Linked DNA regions of Capra hircus: region 2 is linked to region 1. Evidence: chromatin contacts called from public Hi-C data. All regions are on one chromosome and are shown on one strand. Each heading gives the region's core, a stretch centred on a gene start, on an enhancer-like site or on the middle of the called end of the contact. The rest is flanking DNA. Distances are from core to core; before and after follow the strand shown.

The links. A called contact is a pair of places that touch in the nucleus more often than the background predicts.
Region 2: a contact with region 1 is called in a Hi-C map of blood, with 2.5 times the contacts expected there. The contact joins the promoter of SSH2 here to the enhancer-like site in region 1. A contact is called at or near these places in 2 of 5 Hi-C or Micro-C datasets (both in blood).

Annotation. Positions count from the first base shown.
Region 1 is chr19:20,840,539-20,846,749 of ARS1.2, reverse strand. The region is part of intron 1 of SSH2 (protein phosphatase Slingshot homolog 2); the gene reads left to right. Among named protein-coding and RNA genes, the nearest start is that of SSH2, 100 kb to the left of the region's middle. Within about 2 kb of position 3,954, at least 1 of the 5 cell types and tissues checked has an H3K27ac peak or open chromatin away from gene starts, as enhancers often do.
Region 2 is chr19:20,941,566-20,947,776 of ARS1.2, reverse strand. It overlaps SSH2 (protein phosphatase Slingshot homolog 2), which reads left to right and starts at 2,610. Exons shown (of 15, transcript XM_018064358.1): 1 at 2,610-2,876. The coding sequence starts at 2,814.

The sequences.
Region 1 (6,211 bases), core at 2,705-5,204:
TAGGTTTGTCATAGCTTTTCTTCCAGGAAGGAAGTATCTTTTAATTTCATGACTGCAGTCATCTTCCACAGTGATTTTTGGAGCCCAAGGAAATAAAGTCTGTCACTGTTTCCATTGTTTCCCCATCTATTTGCCATGAAGTGATGGGACCAGATGTCATGATATTAGTTTTTGAATGTTGAGTTTTAAACCAGCTTTTTCACTTTGCCCTTTCACCTTCATCAAGAGGCTCTTTAGTTCTTCTTCGCTTTCTGCCGTAAGGGTGGTCATCTGCCTATCTGATGTTAATGATATTTCTCCCAGTAATCTTGATTCCAGCTTGTGCTTCATCCAGCCAGGCATTTCCCATGATGTACTCTACATATAAGTTAAATAAGCAGAGTGACAATATACAGCCTTGGCATACTCCTTTCCCAAGTTTGAACCAGTCTGTTGTTCCATGTCGAGTTCTTACTGTTGCTTCTTGACCTGTATACAGGGGATATAAGTCCTTAGGACCAAGCACCTCCCCAGTTGACCAAAATGAGTACCTAGATTGGAATCATGGCCCAGATAATGTATACACAGTATCATGCTATGTCATGAGTAGTGTTTACAGTGTTCCTGAGATGGGTGGGGAGGATTGAGGTAAATTAGCCAGTGATGAGCACTGCTGTCAGCATTCCAGGTATGCCTGTCATGTGTAAGCACATGTGCCTGTCAGCCAAGCCAGATTCCTAAAGTATAACTTTTCCACCTGTCCACTTTGCAATTAAGACACATTTTATACCACTTAAGCTATTCTGTGAAAGATTTATCTGCTGACTAAAGGCTTTTTCCAAGGTTAAGGCACTGGAAGTGGTCTTTAAGCAGCATGGTGTTCACTCTTAATGTTTTCTGTGGATACCGGTTCCACCTGTTCCAGTAGGGTTTGACTTGTCTGCCCTCTAGTGGAGATGTGGTTAAATTAACCAGGGTATCCTGGCTTTAGGAAAAATACCTAATTTTTCTCAATTGGCTTTCCAAATTTTAGTCTTTTTTTCTTTTTCTTTTTTTAGCCTCTGTTCTCTTAAAGAATTTTAATTACCACCAGAGCAGCATATTTATAATTTTTTCTACTTTCTAAGATTCTGATAAATCCCTTCTCTGGCTTCCTCCTAGGATCGGGTCTAGATTGCCGCTCTCTGCTCTTTGCAGCTTACCTCAAGGCAAGCCCTGGGTTTCAACTCAGCTGGTCAGCTGACCAGCAGCCCAGTGTGTCAAACATAATCCCCCTGTTTGTTCCTCTTGTCCCTGTCTCAAATGCTCTGTCAACATTCCTCTTCCCTCAAGACTGGACTCAGAGCTCACTTGTTCCTGTGAACCCTGGACCCGTGGTGATAGCACACTTTCTAAACTCCAGGGACATGTATTTCCTGTGCCATACATTTGCACTGTACCTGTTGTGTCATTGTTTCCAATATAACAGCCTTATTGCTTCAGGCAGATAAACTCCAGCATAGTATTATCTCGTGTTTCTTTGTATCTCTGATGGACTCTAGCAGCTCTGAATGAATTAGTTTATTATTCATTGTTATGCAGGAGACCCCGGTTCGATTCCTGGGTCGGGAAGATCCGCTGGAGAAAGGATAGGCTACCCACTCCAGTATTCTTGGGCTTCCCTTGTGGCTCAGCTGGTAAAGAATCCGCCCGCAATGCGGGAGACCTGAGTTCTGTCCCTGGGTTGAGAAGATCCCCTGGAGAAGGGAAAGGCTACCCACTCCACTATTCTGGCCTGGAGAATGCCATGGACTGAATTCCATAGTCCATGGGGTCGCAAAGAGTCCGACACAACTGAGCAACTTTCACTACTACTACATTCAAAGATACTGAGTAACGTGACATATTTCCCCTGTTGATGGCTTAGAATGATGTCTAGATTTAAATATAAATATTAACAAAATAGCAATGTATTTCCCCCTAATCAAAACTGACAGCAGTACATCTGTTTTAAATATTCTATTCTCTTTTTGGTCAGAACCATTAACAGTATTTATCAACTCCTTATTTGGGAAATGATTAGAAATTTGAAAACAATCATGCTTGCTTAGTTTACTAATGTTTGATAAGTAATCAGTGTTGTTTCATTACTATTCTGCGTTTGTTCTTTGACCTTATTTCTGAATAATGTTTCAACTGAATAACTTTGGTTGATCATACTTTAATTCTTTATGTCCATAAACAATTTAAAGGTTTAATATAAAAAGACCCTTCATAAGTGGATTTTATTTAGCTTCCCTGGGTGTTATCAATGCCTTTTATAGCTTAAATTCCTTGTGGAGAAATGGTAATCATGTGTAACAGATGACTAGTAATAAGAGCAGAAGGCAAGCCAAGTAATTGGGGTATAGCTAGCAGCACACACAAACAACAGAACAGATTATAGAGGCACTGCCTCCAAGGTGGAGCCAAGATCAGAGTCAAGAATTTTAAACCAAAGTTTAGAGAGCAGAGGAGATGTTGAAGTGGTATTCAGAATATTTAGCAACTAGTATGGCATAGCTATCAATCAATCAGAATAGGCAGGAGTCAGACCTAGAGGTCCTCCACATTGCCTGGCACTAATCTGATTGTTGAAAAGCTATGACAAACCTAGACAGCATATTAAAAAGCAGAGACATTGCTTTGCCAACAAAGGTCTGTATAGTCAAAGCTGTGGTTTTTCCAGCAGTCATGTATGGATGTGAGAGTTGGACCATGAGAATTGGACCATAAAGAAAGGTGAGCACCACAGAATTGATGCTTTTGAACTGTGGTGTTGGAGAAGACTCTTGAGAGTCCCTTGGACTGCAAGGAGATCAAACCAGTCAATCCTAAAGGAAATCAGTCCTGAATATTCATTGAAAGGGCTGATGCTGAAGCTGAAGCTCCAATACTTGGCCACCTGCTGCAAAGAACTGACTCATTAGAAAAGACCCTGATGCTGGGAAGGATAGAAGGCAGGAAGAGAAGGGGATGACAGAGAATGAGATAGTTCAATGGCATCCCTGTCTCAATGGACATGAGTTTGAGCAAGCTCTGGGAGTTGGTGATGGACAGGGAAGCCTGGCGTGCTGCAGTGCATGGAGTCGCAAAGAGTCAGACACAACTGAGCGACTGAACTGAACTGAATCTGATTGTTGCTGGATCATGAAACAATCCGAGGGGCTCTAGGCAGCCACTGTTTACCATTCGGTATTTCAACGTGTAAGCAATTAGTACAGTTGTACCACTATGTCCTAGCTGAACATAAGACCATATGTCCATCTTGAGATCTCAGGCTACAGTGAAGGAAATGGACCAAATATGAAGTCTTCAAAGAGTAGGAAGTGAAATTTCACTTTAATAGTAGGAAGCAGAATCTGGACAGGGAGATAAAGACAAGGTCTAAGACCCCTGTTGGTGTACCTGGCATATTCCTGTCATGCAAGAAGAGCAGTTTGTTCTGATAGAAGGGTTATTTGTCCTTCCCAGACAGAATCGTGATTCTGCTGCTTACTCTTAGGTTACTATGAGCAAATTATCTCACTTCCATGAGGCAGTTTCTTCAGCTGAAAAGTAAGTGTTAATCATGCCTGTGCTGCATTTATCCTAGGTTGCTTCAGATGAGATAATAGTCATGAAAAGACTTTAAATTATGGAGCAGCACAGAGACAGAGTCTTATGATGGATGCTGCTTGCTCTCTACCCCATGTTTAAGCACTCTTCTCGGATTGACAAACCAAGGATATGACCAATAATTTAATGGCGATGAGGCACATGATATACCAAGTTAACGTAAGGTGGAGGCCTAATTTTGCCACTTACTGGTTACCATACCTTGAGCAATACTTATTATTTCATCTAGTATCCTCTGAGCATTTTCTGTGTGACTGCTGCTCTGCAAATGTAGTTCTGCCCTTACAGAGCTTACAGTCTGGGACAGGAGCCATAGATCTTTTGGGAGTGCTGAGTTCCTGTCATCACTGGTCTCCCTGGCACCTTTCATGGCACAGTTACCTGGAGAGAGTAGTAGCTTTGTTTACCCTGAACTTTTGATATTTTTCCAAACCTTTAAGACAAACGTTTTCAATCTAAACTGCTTGTCAGTTATCAAGAGCTTTGAAAATGTGCAGATCCTAGGGCCCCACACCTCATGGTGGGCTGGTACATGTTCAAAAACGTGTTTTCCGGGTAAGGGCTGCTTTGTAGCATTTGCTAATATTCCTAGTTAAAAAAAAAAAAAGTCCCACCATAGCCAGTTTCAAGCTACCAGTGTGAATCTCATAAGATCCCTAAAAATCTTAACAATTGGCTCCAGCACACCACTGGCTTCACCTCAGGGCTAAAGAATAAAAGTCTGTAGGTGTGAGGCCTGGAGATTTGTGTTATTGAAAAAGTTCTGAATGGAGCCAGAGTTAAGATCCAGTGACCTGTGAAGTTCCCATACTGCATGCTTGTCAAATGTGACAGGTTCAGAACATGATAAGACTTGTTGCTTTTTCAAACCAAGTAGCCTCAAGGAGTCGGATCTCTGTGATAGAAAAAAACAGTCTAGCTACTCTGAAATTATGCCAAGTGGGGGGTGCAGGTGGGGTTAAGTTGCCTGTATTAAATAAAAAGTTTAAGTAGAATAAGGATTATAAACAAAAGGCATCCAGTAACAGCTCCGCACCCAGAGCTCGGGTTTTCTAGAGGGCAGCGAGCGACTGTACTGTGATACCTCTTCAACTAGCTGTTGAGCAAAGACTTGGTGTTCTTCAGAAGCAAAGTCACATCAGCCAAGTTCTAATCAAGCTGGTTTTCTTATCACTGAGGAAGTACCTCATTAACCATTCCAACTGTGATTCATATGTATTTGTATTTGAAAGGAATTCAAAGGAAATACTTGAGAAATAGTAGGTGTCTCACAGAGGTTTTCTATTGCTTGAAATCATGGACAATAAGTTCATTTACAGCTTCTTAAAACTTGTCATAATGACAGCATAGTGTGGCTTTGATTTCAGAAATAAGGATTGCACTGTATTCTGGCTTCCTTATTTTTACTTTAATGTGTCTTACATCTTCCTGAAATATGACTAATTTGAATCTCTGTTTTGGATCTTGATCCCAGCAAGTATCACACATCTCAATTTAAACAACTTTAAAACAAAGTCATCTTATATTGGGACTGCTGATTTGATCAGGTTTGAGCTTCCTACATACCAGCTTCTCAGATGTAAGTGCCCAGGTTATTCATCCTGGTCCTGGACAGTAGTGTGTGTGTGTGAATGGCCACACTTTCAGGTCCTTTCTTATCTTCAGAGAGGACACTTCATTATAGACACCAGACTATAAAATTATCCATATGGCCTTCCATGCATCTTGTACTGAATAAGAATCATCTTCTTTATTCTCTTCTCTCCTGGATATTTCTGTGGCCCTAGTCTTTAGAAGTTCTACTTCATTAACTCTTTAACTGCCTTTTTCCTGTCCTGTTCATTTTGCCTACATACTTACTTGCTAGTCATTGGTATTGAGAGGGTATCATAAAGATGACTATGAAGTCTTTGCTCTTTCCCCTGCTGAAAAATAGAGTCTAATTCCCCTCCCCTTGAATCTGTGCTAGACCTCTTTAATACACCAGCAGAGTATGGCAGAAGTGACTCTGTGCCAATTCTGTGCCTAGCCTCCTGGCGTTCTAAGCCCCCGTGCAAATAGACCAACCCTGAGGCCCTAATGGACTTTGAGAAGACCCAATCCATAGGCATTCTAGTTGACTGTCCAGTTGAGCCCAGCTTAAGTCTTCCAGGCTAAGATGTCAGGCATATGCATGAAACTGCTTGGACTCTCACTTAGCCCATCTTCCAGTTATATACCACCAGAGTAGCACTGAGTGACCTTTAGCAGTACTATGTGGAGCAGAAGAATCACCTAACTAAATACTGCTTGAAGTTCTGACCCATGAAATATAATAAATTAGTGGTTTGTTATAAAGCATTAGATAACCCAAACATGATTCCATCCCCGTCTTCTTTCTCTCTTGTTTCTTAGAGAGAATCTGAGCCTTCTCTTACCAGTAGCCAAGTGGCAATATGGTGCCCTATTTCCTCCTCAAGCCTGTATCCTTCACATTTGCTTCTTTCAAAAGCCAGAAGCAGGATTTTCCTGATTTCAAAGCTCACGTCCACTCTTAGAAAGACTACTAGACTATTTTTTCCTGACAGATACCCTCAGTTTTTTCCCAGGGACAGAA
Region 2 (6,211 bases), core at 1,361-3,860, 100 kb before region 1:
ATATATATATGTATATATATGTGTATATACATATATAGATGTATGTATTTCCTGTGGGGCCTAGCAGAGGCGACTGAAACAACAGTACCATTAAAGCCTACTGTAATTATTTGATGCGTTTTCTACTGCTAACAAGCTGTGAGAGATAGACAGACTTTTGTTTTTAAAACAGTGACTAGTATATGATACACACTATTTTCTCAATTAATGATGAATGACTCAATGAACATGCACGAACAACTTCCAAATCTTAGTTTCCTTAAAAAGTAATACACCAGGAAAAGATATTTCTCCTGTCAATAAATTAGCTTTCTATTACAAACCTTATGTGAATTTGGGTACCTTACAATCCTAATTTTGACCAGAATTTTATCACCTCAGTTGTGGTGAATAAAGACATTTTAAACCTACCTACAAATGAGACATATCTTGACCACAAATCTACTTCTCCTAATGTTAAGAAAAGGCATGGAATCATGTATTTTAAAATATTTTTATTACCTTTTTGCTTGATGCTATTTTCTACACATAGGGTATACTCAGAAAATGCTGACTGCACTTGGAACAAACTTAAGAGAATAACAAAATTATTTTAATTACACATGGGGTTTTATAGTTTATATTGCACTTTACATTTTTTTCTCACTTGAGAACAAGAATCCTGTGAGTTAGAACTCTGTCGAAGAAATAAACTAAAACTTAAAAACTTTAAGCCATTTGCTCAAGGTTTTACAGAGGCCAGGAACTAGAAGCGAGATCTCTAATCGCTAAGGTGTGCTCTTTCCCACTGTAAGATTATTTTGCACTGTAAGATTATCATTGTCCAAAAGAATTGAAGATTGTGTTGCTACATAAAAGCAGATAATCAGTGTTGCTGTCCCTGAGTCAGAAGTACATTACTAAGACCTATTGATTTGAATAACACTTAAAAAAACATTTTTTATTGAGGGATAACTGCTTTACAGAATTTGAATAACACTTTTTTCTAGAACTACACTTTGGTTAATAAGCCATGTTTCATTTATTTGTGTTCATTCAGCTTTCAGCAATGTAAAATTCTTGCCTAGGCATATAGCTTCCTGTTTGATCTGCTAAGCGTTGGTTCAAAGTTCTTACTTCTGAACTTTGTCTGGTCTTTTCCTGTTTACCAAGTAGCTCTGGGAAAAACACAGTCAGATTGTTTAATCTGTGAACCGTACATCTTTGTTTAATTTTGGCTCGCAGGCACTCTTCACCACCACCAGGGGGCAAAAGCCTACCAGCTGGCTTCTCTGCTGTACATTCAACATAGGACTGTACAGTACAGGGACCCTCAGTGTCTGATTCTTGATGGAACCTCCCTGCTAATTATTTCAACCACAGGGCCCCAGGGAGAGAACAAAGGCTCAGCACAGAGGGCTCCAGTGGCACTTAACCATACAGCGGCCAGAAAGGGCTCAAGGCCGCTCTGCCAATTTACAACAAGCAGTAAGATCCAAGAGACTTTGAGTGACAAACAAGAGGCGGTGGATTAATAACTGCAAACTCCGGAATGTCTGCGTTTTACAGACATGTTATGTATGGTGGTATTTACCAGCACATCCACTCAAATTAAGAAATAGCTTTGTCAACTCTGTTTCTCTGTGTAATCAATCTATGGTATTTATATGGCGCGATTTCCACCCCCGCCCCCCTTAAATCTTGATTTTTCATTATGTTCTTGGCTTAGGTTCAGCTGATGATTTATCTTTTAGAAAACTATTTCTTTAGAATATTCAATCGACATTTCGCATGTGTCTATGAAATAATGAAATCTAGAGACGAAGAGAAGGAAAACCCCAACGAGCAAATCCTGTCTAATCAGGAGAATTTCTTCCCAGCAGGAAGCAAGTGGGAGGTAAATAGCAGGTTGGACCCTTGTAACTCCGTGAGCCCAGCTTTCTCGGCTTCCCCTAGGCTCTCTCGGCCTCCCTGCACTTCAGGAATAATGAATGAGCCCTTAGACAGGGGCCAGGGTAACAGAGGAAGCACGAGGGTACCATGAAGACTCTCGGGTATAAAATTACAAATCCTTCTTTCTTTCAAAAAGTCTCATCATAAAACATGGACTCAGAGCGGAAGGGTGGGAAAGCTAAGAAAAAAGCCCTCGAGAGCCGGGTCAACGGTAAGGTCTCTAGCCCAGAAAGTCCCATCCACGCTCAGAGGAAGCGTTTGAAACCCCGCGGCGCCCTTTCCCACCCGGAAACTCGTTCGCGTCAGGATTTTCACCTCGGTTTCTTCTCACTAAGGTGGGTTAAGCTGTGCGCCCAACCTCGGGAATAAAAAAAGGTTGTCCTTCAAGAGTGGGGACTCCAGGGACACCCGCTCCCCAGCCGCAGAACCCGCTCCCTAACCCACCCCCTCAAACCCCCAGCGCAGCCTAACCCGCGCGATTCCCAGAGCCCGGGGGGAAACCCCCAGAGGGGGCGGCGGCCCGAGGCGCACGCACCCGGCCGGCTTCCGGCAACTCAAGGGTTACGGCCAGGCGGCGGCGCGCGAGGAGGGGAGAGGCGGTTGCTGACAGGTGGCGCCTGCGCACTGGGAGCGCTCATTGTGCCCCGCAGCTGCCGAACCGCCCGCCCGCCCGCCAGCCAGCCAGCCGCCCGCTCGGCGCGTCAGTCTGCGAGAGTCCGGTGGTGGGTGCGGAGTCTGCGGCCGTTCGCGCGGCCTCCTCCTCCTCCCTGTTCCCCTCACCCCCACCCCACACCCCTTTGCCCCATCCCGGCTCCGTCACCCTCCCGCCCCCCACACTCGGGACAAGAATGCCCTGCCCGGAACAGCCCAGCAGCGCCTAGATGGCTTTGGTCACGGTCCAGCGGTCGCCTACCCCCAGCACTACCTCCAGCCCCTGCGCCTCGGTGAGTCCCCTCCCGGCAGCCGCTCCGCTCGCTTCTGTCACTGCGGCTCCGCTTTGCCTCAGCGGGTCCCGCCGAGCGCCACTGCGCACGCGCCGCGCCGCTTCCCAGGCCTTGGCACCCGGCTGCCGCGAACCCCCCACACGCCCCCATCTTAAAGACGAGCCGCAGGAACTACCGGACGTTGATTTGTGCCTCCGTCACTCTGAGCACCTAGCGCCTCACCATCCTCGCCCCGAAGCCCCCTGTGGCATGCTTTCCTCTGGCTTGAGCACTTCCTTTCGGGAATGAGTCATTCTTGCTTTTCACCCTCCCCCTTCCTTTTACCCTCTGTTGCTCTGCTGCAGGGAGAGGACCCCGGGACTCCTGCCATGCCCCTTACCCACAGCCACATCCCCTTACCCGCACCCATTTCAGGGACCCGTTCCGTCTTCACCCACCGCCCGCCCTTCGGGCTCTCCGGGCGTCTGCCTTCCTCCTGGTCACTTGCTGTCTTTCTTGTGTCCTGTCCATTGGGCTTCATTGGACGGCTGAACGGTAGTTACTCCTAGGTTTCTCGCCATCTCCCCTCCCCCAGAGGGTGGCGGGAGTCTCTGCTCCTTGGACCTCTCACCTTTCCTCGACGAGGTCCTGAAGCATCTGGCGCTGCTTGATGACCAGTGCCAATTCATTTACATCTCACAGACATTTATGCATCACACTCATTGCTCATGATCGTTCTTGTTCTCGAGTCGTGTTTGTATGGCTCGTTACTTCAGATGCCAGTGCGAGTGAAGCGTGCTTCCAGAAGGAAAATACCCAGTAACCAGCCTTTTCCTGCTGGGCCCTTCTTTGCCTTCGCCCCACCCCCACTTCTTTACGCTCCATTCTTTTAGGCTTTTTTTTTCCTCTGGAAATATTTATTTTTTAAAATGAAATATTGCACCAGTGGGGCGAAATGGGATCTTTAAAAAAAAATCCAGATGTTTTAGAGGGAAATAGATGGAATGAATATATGAGGAATTGGAAAAACCGTTTGGAACTTCCTACAGAATTGTAGTTTTAAAAACTAGGTTGGTGGGTTTAGTAGTTTCAACTTGCAAACACGTATTCAATATACACAGAAACACCTTCCACTGTAAAAATTTGGGTTACTCTTAATTTATATATTAACTGAGGTGTGCGCTTTGACATCTTGAAAACATGCTGGTTTGTGATTTCAACATAGTTTCCTGAATTTCAAAATTTTGTTGTGTAGTGTGTGGTGGTTTCCTTTTTTCCCCCCTGAGCCAGCTTTTGCACTTTGTGTGACTAAATTGGCAGCTATATCCTAATTCTAGAAGCGATTATACTTCAGAGGTTACCTTACCTTGTGTTGTTTCCAGAAGAGCTAGCTGGGATCCTTGGATAGAAGTTCAGGGAGGCAGATTTTCATGCTAAGGAAGAACTTTGTAACAGTGGGGTGGACTGCCTTGCAAAATAGTGAGTGCTCATTGTAGAAAAGTTCAAACAAAAGGCTGGAGGTCCTTTGGCCTAGGAGATGGTGTAAGGGCTCTTTCTAACTCTTAAGATTATATGATTTTAGAATAACTGCACTTGAAAGCTCGTAAAATATTTAAGGGTCTTCTGAAGACAAATATCATAAGGTTGGAAATTTAATATACGTTATTCTTATATGTGGTACTTGATACTAGTTTTTGGAAAGTCATTAACATACCATCAGACCATCTTAATTCACTCTTCTTGTAAACCTTTTGAGGATAGTGGTTACCAGGCCTGATTTTGGCTGAGAGAGCAACTGAAGGTTAGTTGAGTTGAGCAAGTAAACCAGAAACCAGAATTATATTGACATGGTTTTCCTTGGGCATTGTTGAAATCAATTGATGCTGTAATAATAATATATGTATATCATGTTATTATACTTATTTTCTTGAGGTGAATGATTAGTATACAGTAATACCATATCTATTTGATATAACTTTGTTAGCCAACACTTGCTTATTTTAGAATCCTGAGGTATGTTAATAGGCACTTTGATAGAGGTAATTAAATTGATCATGGGTAAGCTCAGTTATTGAGCTAAATGACTGATACATCTACTTGCTATAGTAGCCTGATTATTTCATTTTATATGTGACCCTGGGAGAAAAGGAATCCTGGTACTGGGGGTGTGTGTGTGTGTGAAACAGTCGGTGTTGTGTGTGTGAAACAGTCGTGTGTGTCTGTGTGTGAAACAGTCGGTGTTGTCAGCGTAACTATGAGCAGTTACCTTTCCCTTTAAGTTGTCTTCCTATTCCACTTCACCCAGAGCTTTTTTAGCTGAGTTTTGTCATGGTCCTTGTGTTCCAGTATTCGACTGCTGTCTGACTTGGCTATATTTGCTGTTGTGTCTCTTGCTGCATGGAAAAGTTGAGTTGTTTGTTTTAAGAGAGAGCAGAAACAATCTACAGAACCATGAAAGGAGAGATTTAATTTTGCCAGGCTGGAGATTTAGATGTTGTTATCATTTTAAGCATTCTGTTACAGTGTTTCATTATAGGAGGTAAGACATTTTAATACTGTCAGCTCTTCAGTGTTTTTTCTTTAGGGATTAAACAAATCTATTGATCATCTACTGGGTGTGAATGACTATTATAGTAGTAAGATGTGAAAGATATTAACTCTGTCCTTCAGGGTCATGTAATCTTGGCAGGGAGGGGGAGAAGGAAGACATAGGGACTAGAGGAGGGGCAAGAATGAGATGAGAGAGTAGAAAAGGAGTGTGAGGGGAATGATACTGAATGTATATCAACAGCTAGTTTGTAAATGGCCATAAGTATTGTATGGATTCAAATTAAGATAAATTCACTAGTGGCAATAGTAGTGAAACCAATATCTAACATGTAACTACCTTACATGGATTATTTACTCTTCACAGCATGCTCAAGGGAAGTTTCTTTTGTCCGCATCTTACTGATGAAACTGAGGCAAAGAGCTATTAAGGATTGTACCCAGTGACACTCAGCTGTTGAAGATGTAATTCAAACCCAGATGTGTCTAACTTTAGAATCTTCCATCTTTTTCCTTCTTGAGAATCAAAGAGAAGTATAACATAGTTAGGTGACTCTTGAACTAGGTCTTGAAGGGGAGGTTGAATGTTTATAGACTGAGATAGAAGCTGGGGAGTAGAAAGTGTTCCAGGTGGAGAGAAGCTGTATATACCAAGACTTAGAGACAGAAACGTACAAGGCATATCTGAGGAGATTTAAGTAGACGAGTTTGAGGAAGGATTTGTTTGGAAGAGTGGTAATAGATAAAGCTGAGGAGGCAGGTAGGGCTGCAAAGGGACTGCTGAGCTTAGGCATTTGAACTTGACAGAG